Linked DNA regions of Mus musculus: region 1 is linked to region 2. A link is a contact called in public promoter capture Hi-C data. All regions are on one chromosome and are shown on one strand. Each heading gives the region's core, a stretch centred on a gene start, on an enhancer-like site or on the middle of the called end of the contact. The rest is flanking DNA. Distances are from core to core; before and after follow the strand shown. Region 1 holds the start of Eef1e1 (eukaryotic translation elongation factor 1 epsilon 1). Region 2 overlaps Cage1 (cancer antigen 1).

What was found. Promoter capture Hi-C pulls out the DNA fragments that hold promoters and counts their contacts.
Region 1: a promoter capture Hi-C map of the HPC-7 cell line shows a contact between it and region 2. The contact joins the promoter of Eef1e1 here to the enhancer-like site in region 2. A contact is called at or near these places in 3 of 39 promoter capture datasets (the HPC-7 cell line, frontonasal cranial neural crest and pre-B cells), 4 of 115 datasets of contacts at active chromatin or transcription factors (the NIH/3T3 cell line, astrocytes, embryonic limb bud and 1 more) and 1 of 9 other capture datasets (adipose tissue).

The regions. Positions count from the first base shown.
Region 1 is chr13:38,657,731-38,661,967 of GRCm38.p6, reverse strand. It overlaps Eef1e1 (eukaryotic translation elongation factor 1 epsilon 1), which reads left to right and starts at 2,940. Exons shown (of 4, transcript NM_025380.2): 1 at 2,940-3,061. The coding sequence starts at 2,975.
Region 2 is chr13:38,008,157-38,012,318 of GRCm38.p6, reverse strand. It overlaps Cage1 (cancer antigen 1), which reads left to right. Exons shown (of 13, transcript NM_027724.2): 11 at 901-971. Among named protein-coding and RNA genes, the nearest start is that of Ssr1, 16 kb to the right of the region's middle. Within about 2 kb of position 1,533, at least 107 of the 459 cell types and tissues checked have an H3K27ac peak or open chromatin away from gene starts, as enhancers often do. A contact at or near this core is called in the HPC-7 cell line and fetal liver, where this site is marked.

The DNA.
Region 1 (4,237 bases), core at 1,691-4,190, 650 kb before region 2:
CTTCACGCCTGTCTTAGTTAGGGTTCCCATTGCTGTGCAGAGACATCATGATCACAACAACTCTTATAAAGGAAAACATTTAACTGGGGCTAGCTTATAGTTCTGAGGTTTAGTTCATCATCATCATGCTGGGAAGCATGGCAGCATGCAGGCAGACATGGTGCTGAAGAGGTAGAGTTCTCCATTTGGATCCACAGGCAACAGGAAGAGAGTGAGACACTGGGCCTGGCTTGAGCATCTGAGACCTCAAAACCCTCAACCTTCTTCCAACAATGCCACAACTACTCTAACAAGGCCACACCTCCCAAGAGTGTCAGTCCCTATGAGCCTATATGGTGGTTTTCATTCAAACTACCACAATGTCCAGGGTCAAAGCACTCCTCATATCTGAAACTCCTTCCGGATTTGTTGAATGCAGCATATTTCTCCATCTTGGGCCATTTCCACACCTTATCTGCAAGTTTCCTAGCCAGGTATCCCAAGACTTTGGCATCTCCACCATCCTGCGGTCTACACAATTCAGGCTTCACCTTCAGAGCTTCTCACAATGGCTTCTCTGGACCTCCATGCAGGGACACCCCTGACACATGCCCAGCCTCAGCAACTTTCCTTAACCAAGGAGGGAGAGTCCTCAGTCCCTTCCTTGTATCCTTGACTCTAAAGCTAGGACCACATAGTGAAGCTGCCAGGTTCTGCACCTTGCTAGGTTGGAACTTGCTCCCCTCACTCAAACACGTGTGCATCAACTTTGGTTTTTTTATGGTTTCCATCACTGTTTAAGCTTTTCTTTAATTTTTTCACAAGTTGGAAGCTTAGCTGCGTGAGGATCTTGTCCTGAAGTCACCACTCCCTTTACTCCATGTAGCTTCAGGCTTTCCTTTAAACTTTGTATCTCTTTGAGCGCCAGACTTGGCTCCAACATCCCGGTGCTCTCTTTCTCCTCAAACAGTATCTTTTGTATTTTTTTTTCCTTGCTCCTTTTCATTATAGATCTGGCTAAGTGTGACCACCAACAACTGCATGACACAGTCAATCCTGGGCTACCTTGAAATCTCTGCCAACAGTATTAATCCAAAGTCTTCAATTTAGGTTGGTTTTTTTGTTTGTTTGTTTGTTTGTTTTTTTAATTTTAGGACAAGGGCACAAGGGAGCTACTACATTCTTTGCTAAAATATCATAAGAATGGTTTCTTGGCCACTCACTAAAATTCCTCCCCTCTGAAATTTCTTGATCTGGGCCCCATAGTTCAAATCACCCTCAGCATTGTTTTCCATGCCCCTACTAGGAAGGTCCATTAAGTTTCACTTATAGCATCCAAAGACTTTTCTAGTCCAAGTCCCAAAGTCTTCCATATTCCCCCAATGTTGCGGCCGCCAGCAGCTCGCAACATGAACGGTTCGACTGAGAAGGCCACTCGAGCTGTAAGAGAGGAATCTAGACGGGGCGAAAGAAGAAACGGAGCTAAGACAAATTCATTCTGATCAAAGCTCAAATTTTATTGTTGCGACACTAGTTATAAAGGAAGGGGGAGGGGACCCAACTCCCGACGAATAATCTCTGGTCCAGTAGAAAGGTGCACCTCCGCAGGTTCTAGCAGTGGGCGTGGCAGAACGAATGAGCAGGAAGCTCCACCCCTGAACAAGCAGGTTTCAGGCTGGGGGAGGGGAGACTACACCCCAACAAACAGAATAATCAAGCCTGTCACAGCAACATCTTGGTTCCTGGTACCAGCTTCTGTCTTGGTCACTGTTCATTTGCCTATAATCACCATTTTTATTCAAACCACCACATAAGGATTCAACTTGTCTCAGTTAGAGTTTCTATTGTTGTAAAGAGACACCATGAGTTACTATTAACTTTTATAAAGAAAAACATTTAGTTAGGGCTGCCTTACGGGTTCAGAAATTTAGTCCATTATCATTACAGTGAGTCTCATGGCCCCAGGCAGGCAGACATGATGCTGAAGGAGCCAAGAGTTTTATATCTGGATCAGCAGGAGGCAAGGAAAAAAAAAAAAAAAGAATGCCACTAGGATCTGAAACCTCAAAGCCCACCCCCACTGCCACATTTTCTCTAACAAGGCCACACCTACTCCAACGAGGTCACGCCAATAGTGACACTCCCGGTGAGCATATGGAGGCTCATTTTCTTTCTTTTGGGGGGGGGGGAGAGGAGGGGTTCGAGACAGGGATTCTCTGTGTATCCCTGGCTGTCCTGGAACTCACTTTGTAGACCAGGCTGGCCTCGAACTCAGAAATCTGCCTGCCCCTGCCTCTGCCTCCCGAGTGCTGGGATTAAAGGCGTGCACCACCACGCCCGGTTGGGGGCTTATTTTCGTTCAAACAACCACAGATCTCAAGTTCCCTTGCTAGGTCACTGGCCCTTATCCTTATTTTAATTTAAGATTGTTCTATAATTTTCTTATTTGGAGAACTATTTGACGAGTTTGGGAATCAATGCTTTATATTTATAAAACAAATAATCTAAATTATTCTTCTGATCTACAATAGTTTTATAAGCATTGTAATGAATGATTCAATCTTTAAGATTCGGATACATTCAGCCAGGCAGTGGTGGTGCATGCCTTTAATCCCAGCATTTGGGAGGCAGAGGCAGGCGAATTTCTGAGTTCGAGGCTAGCCTGGTCTACAGAGTGAGTTCCAGGTTAGTCAGGGCTATACAGAGAAACCCTGTCTCAGAAAACAAAACTAAGATTCGGATACATTCTTCTGTGAAACTGTCTACACTCCGTGCTCTCCTCTGCCTACTGTGAGCAATCCACCGGACTCCGAATGTGGTTGGCCCCGCCCTTAATTACGAACCGCCCCCTGCCTTGAGCTGACTCCGCCCCTTTCGCGCAGGCGCGCTTGCCGTCCTCCCAGCCAATCGTGGGAGACATCTGTGGGGCCGGACTTCCTGCTCAATCAAGGTCCTAGCTGTGCAGGCCCCGCCTCCCTAGGAGCTGGGCCAGAAGATGGCGGCGGCCGCGGAGTTGAGGCTGCTGGAGAAGAGTCTGGGACTGAAGCCGGGGAATAAGTACAGTGCTCAGGGCGAGCGGCAGGTGAGGCGCAGCGGTAGGAAAGCAGCAGGGCGGCGGGGTGACCCGGAGCCTACGCGACCCGGCCGGGGCATCGGAATGGACTCCGCTCCCCACGTGCGTGCGGGGCGGGCCGCGTGGCTCGGTCTGGACCTCCAGGCAAATGTCACCGTCCTCCCCTCGGGGAGCAGAAAGCCAGTTCGCGGAGGCCTGGGCAGAGTCAGGGGTTCAGATCCCTGTAGGCGGCCGTTAGCCGTGCCTGGTCCTTTCATTCAGCGACCGCCTTTCCAGCGGCTGGCCGGGCGAGCGGTACAGATTCCTGGAAGCCGCCTGGCGGAGGGAACACGGAATAGGACCCTGCTCATTCTGGCGACACACCCGCTTGGATGTGCATTGTGCAGAGAATTGAGGAAGATTCCGGGTGTGGGGCAGTGGAATGCTTGGTGAGATAGAAGAATCCTGATTTCTTAGGGTGTAGAAAGTGAGTCCTTTGTAACTCATCATTTGCCGTAGAAAGATGGTACTAGAGGAAGAATGGTAGTGGGAAACCATAGAGTGTGCCTTGAACGGGATTCCAGATCTAGATGGCTTGTTCCTGTTTGGGCCCAAAGGTTTTGTTTTGTTTTGTTTTTTCCTTTAATGTCTAAATCGTAGCGGTATTGTGGGGTTCACAGTAACTTAATGTGGCACCTGGAAAGGTTAAATGACTTGCCTGCCGTAGGCTGCGAAGGCCATCCTCCCCAGAGGTGATGTGCTCTGTCCTCAGCCCAGTTTCCTTTGCACACCCTCTTTTTTGGCTTTGCCGAGACATGAGAGACAGTCTTGCTTTCAAGGCATGAGGGACAGTCACCAGCAATTAAGGGCCCAATAGGACAAGCGACAGGGGAGGAATACATTGAGGACAGTGGCACAGTGCCACAGAGGAGGTGGGATTTAAGCTTCAGTGAGAAGCTGGTGTTCAAGAGATTAGACTTGGAAGGATGTAGAAAACCAGTGAATTACTATGTAAGTTTGGGTCCAGTAAGCCACCCAAAACAGAGTAGTGCAATACAGAATAAACCCAAGTTCAGTCTTAGACCAAGTTCAGTTTGAAGTTCAGAGTTGGGTTTTAGTGCCTTGTGTAATGGAAACGTTTCACAGTGAGTCCCAGTTGAAAGTTTCTGGTTTTCTGTGAGTACAGACCAAAGACTAGAGATGAAA
Region 2 (4,162 bases), core at 284-2,783:
CCCAGATGGGAGGCCGTCTGCCCAGCATGTGCCCTGCTTTTGGTCCTCAGCATAAAGACCAAACCAAACACTGATGCTAAACTTAACCCCAACCTCACATCAGATCTAACGGAACTCCAGAACTAAAGGGATCTGAGGTTTGCCACTTTTACCCCTAATGGCGCCCCCCATCTCCCAATGCATGTTAAATGCCCTCATTAGCTGGGTAGCCAGCTGGGACGTGCTCAAGAAAGTCTTCATTTTGTTATTTTACCTTCAAAGTAACTAAACATCTTACCAAGTTAGTGTTTTACTTTACTTTTTTTGTTTGTTTTCATTTTGGTCTTTTGCGACAATGTGGCCCAGTCTGGCCTTGGAATCCCAAATTCTGTTGCCTCAGCCCCACAGGTACTGAAATTGCAGGCATAAGCCAACCAAGACCGCATTAATTTAACCTAATAGGCTATAATTGTTACCTGGCCCTTCTGTCACTGTGAGGAACACAGTAGATTACAGTGAGTTTCTGGGACTCCCATTTCCATGATGAGAGTATTTAAAATCATTGTTATTCATATTTCTTTTCTTTTTTTCCTTTTTCTTTCTTTTTTTTTTTTTCCCGAGACAGGGTTTCTCTGTATAGCCCTGGCTGTCCTGGAACTCACTTTGTAGACCAGGCTGGCCTCGAACTCAGAAATCCACCTGCCTCTGCCTCCCGAGTGCTGGGATTAGAGGTGTGCGCCACCAAACCCGGCATTATTCATATTTCTGATACCAAAATAGAAAACGAATGTTTTGTCTGTTGTAAAAATTTTACTTATTGTCGTCAAATAATTAAACTTCAACTTGTAAAGATTTTTAAACGAAGAAAACAAAATTAAATACAAATACTTGTATTTATAAAAAAAAAATTGTTTTCTCAAGGTAACGTCATATGAAGAAATTATCAAATGTGCTGACCAAAGACTTGAGATATCACATTCTCAGATTGCACAGTAAGTTAAGAAAACTATTTTTTTGTAAAATTTTTTGACTGTCTACTGATGTTTTGTTTTATTTTCTGACTTCTAAAGTTTTTTTCCCTCTGACTCTTAGAAATAGGATAACAGGGCGTGCTGTATCCTTTAGTATAGACTAAACCATCACACACACACACACACACACACACACACACACACACACACACACACACACACACACACACACCAACACCAACCTGGTTCCAAACAAGCTACTTTATTACTTCTTGCATCTGGGGCACAGCCTGGCTTCTGGCAGACTGCTTCCTTGCCTTCTACTGTTTTCAAGGGTTTTACAGCTTTTTCTGAGAATTTTGGTATTACAAACGAACTTCTTAAAAAGGTACCACCAGCTTACATTTAATCCAAAGCAAAAGTATCTCAGGCAGTTTGAGACTTATAATCTTGGATTTCGTTTATTTATTTATTTTTTAATCTTCATTGGCCTTGGGTAACCTGGCTGCTAGGCTGTGAGGTGCTGTTCCTGTCTTCCGGGCTGTCCAGCCACAGGAAGAGCTCTTACAAGAAGCTACCATGGCCCCACCCCTGTGGGTGGTAGAGCTATGGTGAGGATTGGCCACTCGCCTGCCCACCGGAAGGAGACACAAGAAGTCAGTTCTCTCCAGCTGACTATGTCAGGAATCAGCTGTCTTCACTGCATCCCCACCAACACCAGCTACAATCCACCACCAACTACCAGGATGGTAGTTCCCGCTTCTGGGTGGAACTGCCATCCTGCCTGTGCCAGCAGTTGATCTGCAGAACAGACCTGGGCTTGTCAGCACTGCCTCCCTCCCCATCCAACCCTCTCCCACCTGGTGGACAGACAGCCACCACACAGCAGACTCTCAGGGGGCTGTAGGGCAAATTGGTCCTGAGAGCCCCAATATCGAACATGGCAGTCAGTCAGTCATCAAGTTTGCCAAAGGCCACCCTGGGCCCCAGAACTGAGCAGGCACAGTTGGTGAGCACATATGGGCCCATTTGGAAGCTGGACCACAGCTCAGCAATGGGAACCAGCACACAAGACTTCCCTCCTCCTTCAGTGACAGCTTTGTGGCAGGGTTACTCCCACAGGGTAAAGAGGAACTGCTGAGCGCCAGCAACTGTTGCTTGCCAAACCACTTACCCCAGAGAGCCACCCTGCAGCTAATCTTTCCCTGCCAGAGTATCACCAGCCCACAGCTCCACTCCCCAGAGTTCGTGATACCCCGTTCTGCCTGTCAGAGGATCCCCTAACCAGAGTGGGAGAACAGCCCCCACGCATGTGGTTGGTTACCTGAGCATCTGTTTGCAAACCCACACAAATGAGAAACCTTACCACTGACAGAGGCAGCTGTGGGTAGACATGCAGGCTCCAATAAACTGCCATTGGCACTACTGCAATACACAGGACATGGACCTTCCATCATGACCCAGCCTTCTCCAGATGGGACTGCCACACCTTACAATTCCTGGGCAGCTAGGTGTGCTGATATGTCTTTAATCCCAGCCCTTGGGAATGCAGTGCAGATGGATCTTTGAGTTTGAGGTCAACCTGGTCTACAGATGGAGTTCCAGGACCATCAGGGCTACACAGAGAACCCCCACCCCCACCCCGTCTTAAAAAAAACCAAAAACCAACCAAATCAACAAAAGTTATTGTGCAAGCCCAAACAACAGAACGGCCAGGACACAGTTCAACCTGTCCCCCAGACCCTAGTCTTTCACATCCTTTCCAAGAAGGGGCTAGCTGACTAGCCTAGCCTGGTTGATTATGAAAGTATACAACCTGGAGAACAGGAATCTAGACGACGGAGATCAATAGATGGGTCTAAGAGCCACTCTTATCTTATCCCCATCCCAAATCCAAATTCTGAACACCTGCATATACAAAATGTCAGAGATGGGCTGGAAGTTTGGGGTATCAGGGTTTATGTCAGGTCCAAGTTAGGAAGAGGAAGACAAGAACCCCCTTAGCTTGTTTCTACGATACAACACAGATACAGAGATTGTCCTGTGTGCTTGTCAATTTCTAAAAATGATGATCAACATTAGAAGCAGAAGAAATCGAGGCATAGAAAATGTTCTAACATCTTAAATAGTGGCACAGTTCTAAGGGTACAAAATGATCTATGTTATGACCTAAACCAGGTAAAAACATCTGCCGAGTGTGTGTGTGTGTGTGTGTGTGTGTGTAAGTCAAAGGGACTCAGTTATTCTCCTTCCACTGTGGGTTCTGGGAATTGAGCTCAGGTTGAGGCTTGTGTGCCAAGAGCTGTTGCCCACCGAGCTATCTCACTGGCCCCTACATTCTGCCCGCCTTTGGTGTTTCCTGAGCCCTGCCAGCCTGGTTTTTTGACTTTCATTTCCTTGGTAACTTGACTTCCATCTGTCACTTTCAATCTGTGACTGGCTTTTGCCATTATGTTGTATTTCCTAGAGACAGAAGAAACTTGAATCTTCCCTTTTAATCCAGGCAGCCATTCAGTGTCTTAATTGGTTACTTGGACTTGAACCCACTTACACTTAGAGTTAATACTGAGAGCTGCGCTGCTTCCTGTGACTTGGTTGGTTGTTTTCTGGTTAACTGGGTTATTACTTATTCTTGTCTCTCTCTCCATCTGAGGGGTTGTGGGTCTGGGGGCTCCTTGTTCAGAATCTTCCTCCTCTTTAGTTAAGGTTCCCTTTACGTATCCTTTGCAGTGTTGGCTTGGTGGTCTTGGGTTGTTTTAGTGTGTGTTTGTCTTGAAACATCCATATTTCTACCATCTAACATTCTGGAAGACAATTTTCTGGATAACCTTATTTGGAAGGCACTTTGCTTCTAGGACTTGAACTATATCATTCCATTCTTCTGGATTTAGGGCTTCCTTTTAGAGGTTTGATGCACTGTGTTTACCTTTGAATCATTCCGTTCTTTCTGGTTAGAGGTTTGATGCACTGTGTTTGCCTCTGTAGTGAGTTGGCCTTTTTTTACTTGTAGTTTTTAGTACTGTTTGTTTTGAACCTTTTTTTTTTCCTAGCATGTTGACTATGTGCCCTGAAGAGTCTATTAGAGATTCTAAATGTCTCTCTTGCTTGGAGCTATATCTGTCTCTGAATCTCTGTCTCTGTCTTTCTCTCTGTCTCTGCCTCGGTCTCTCTCTTTCAATGCCTAAGAATAGAAACCATGCAAATCTCTAGCA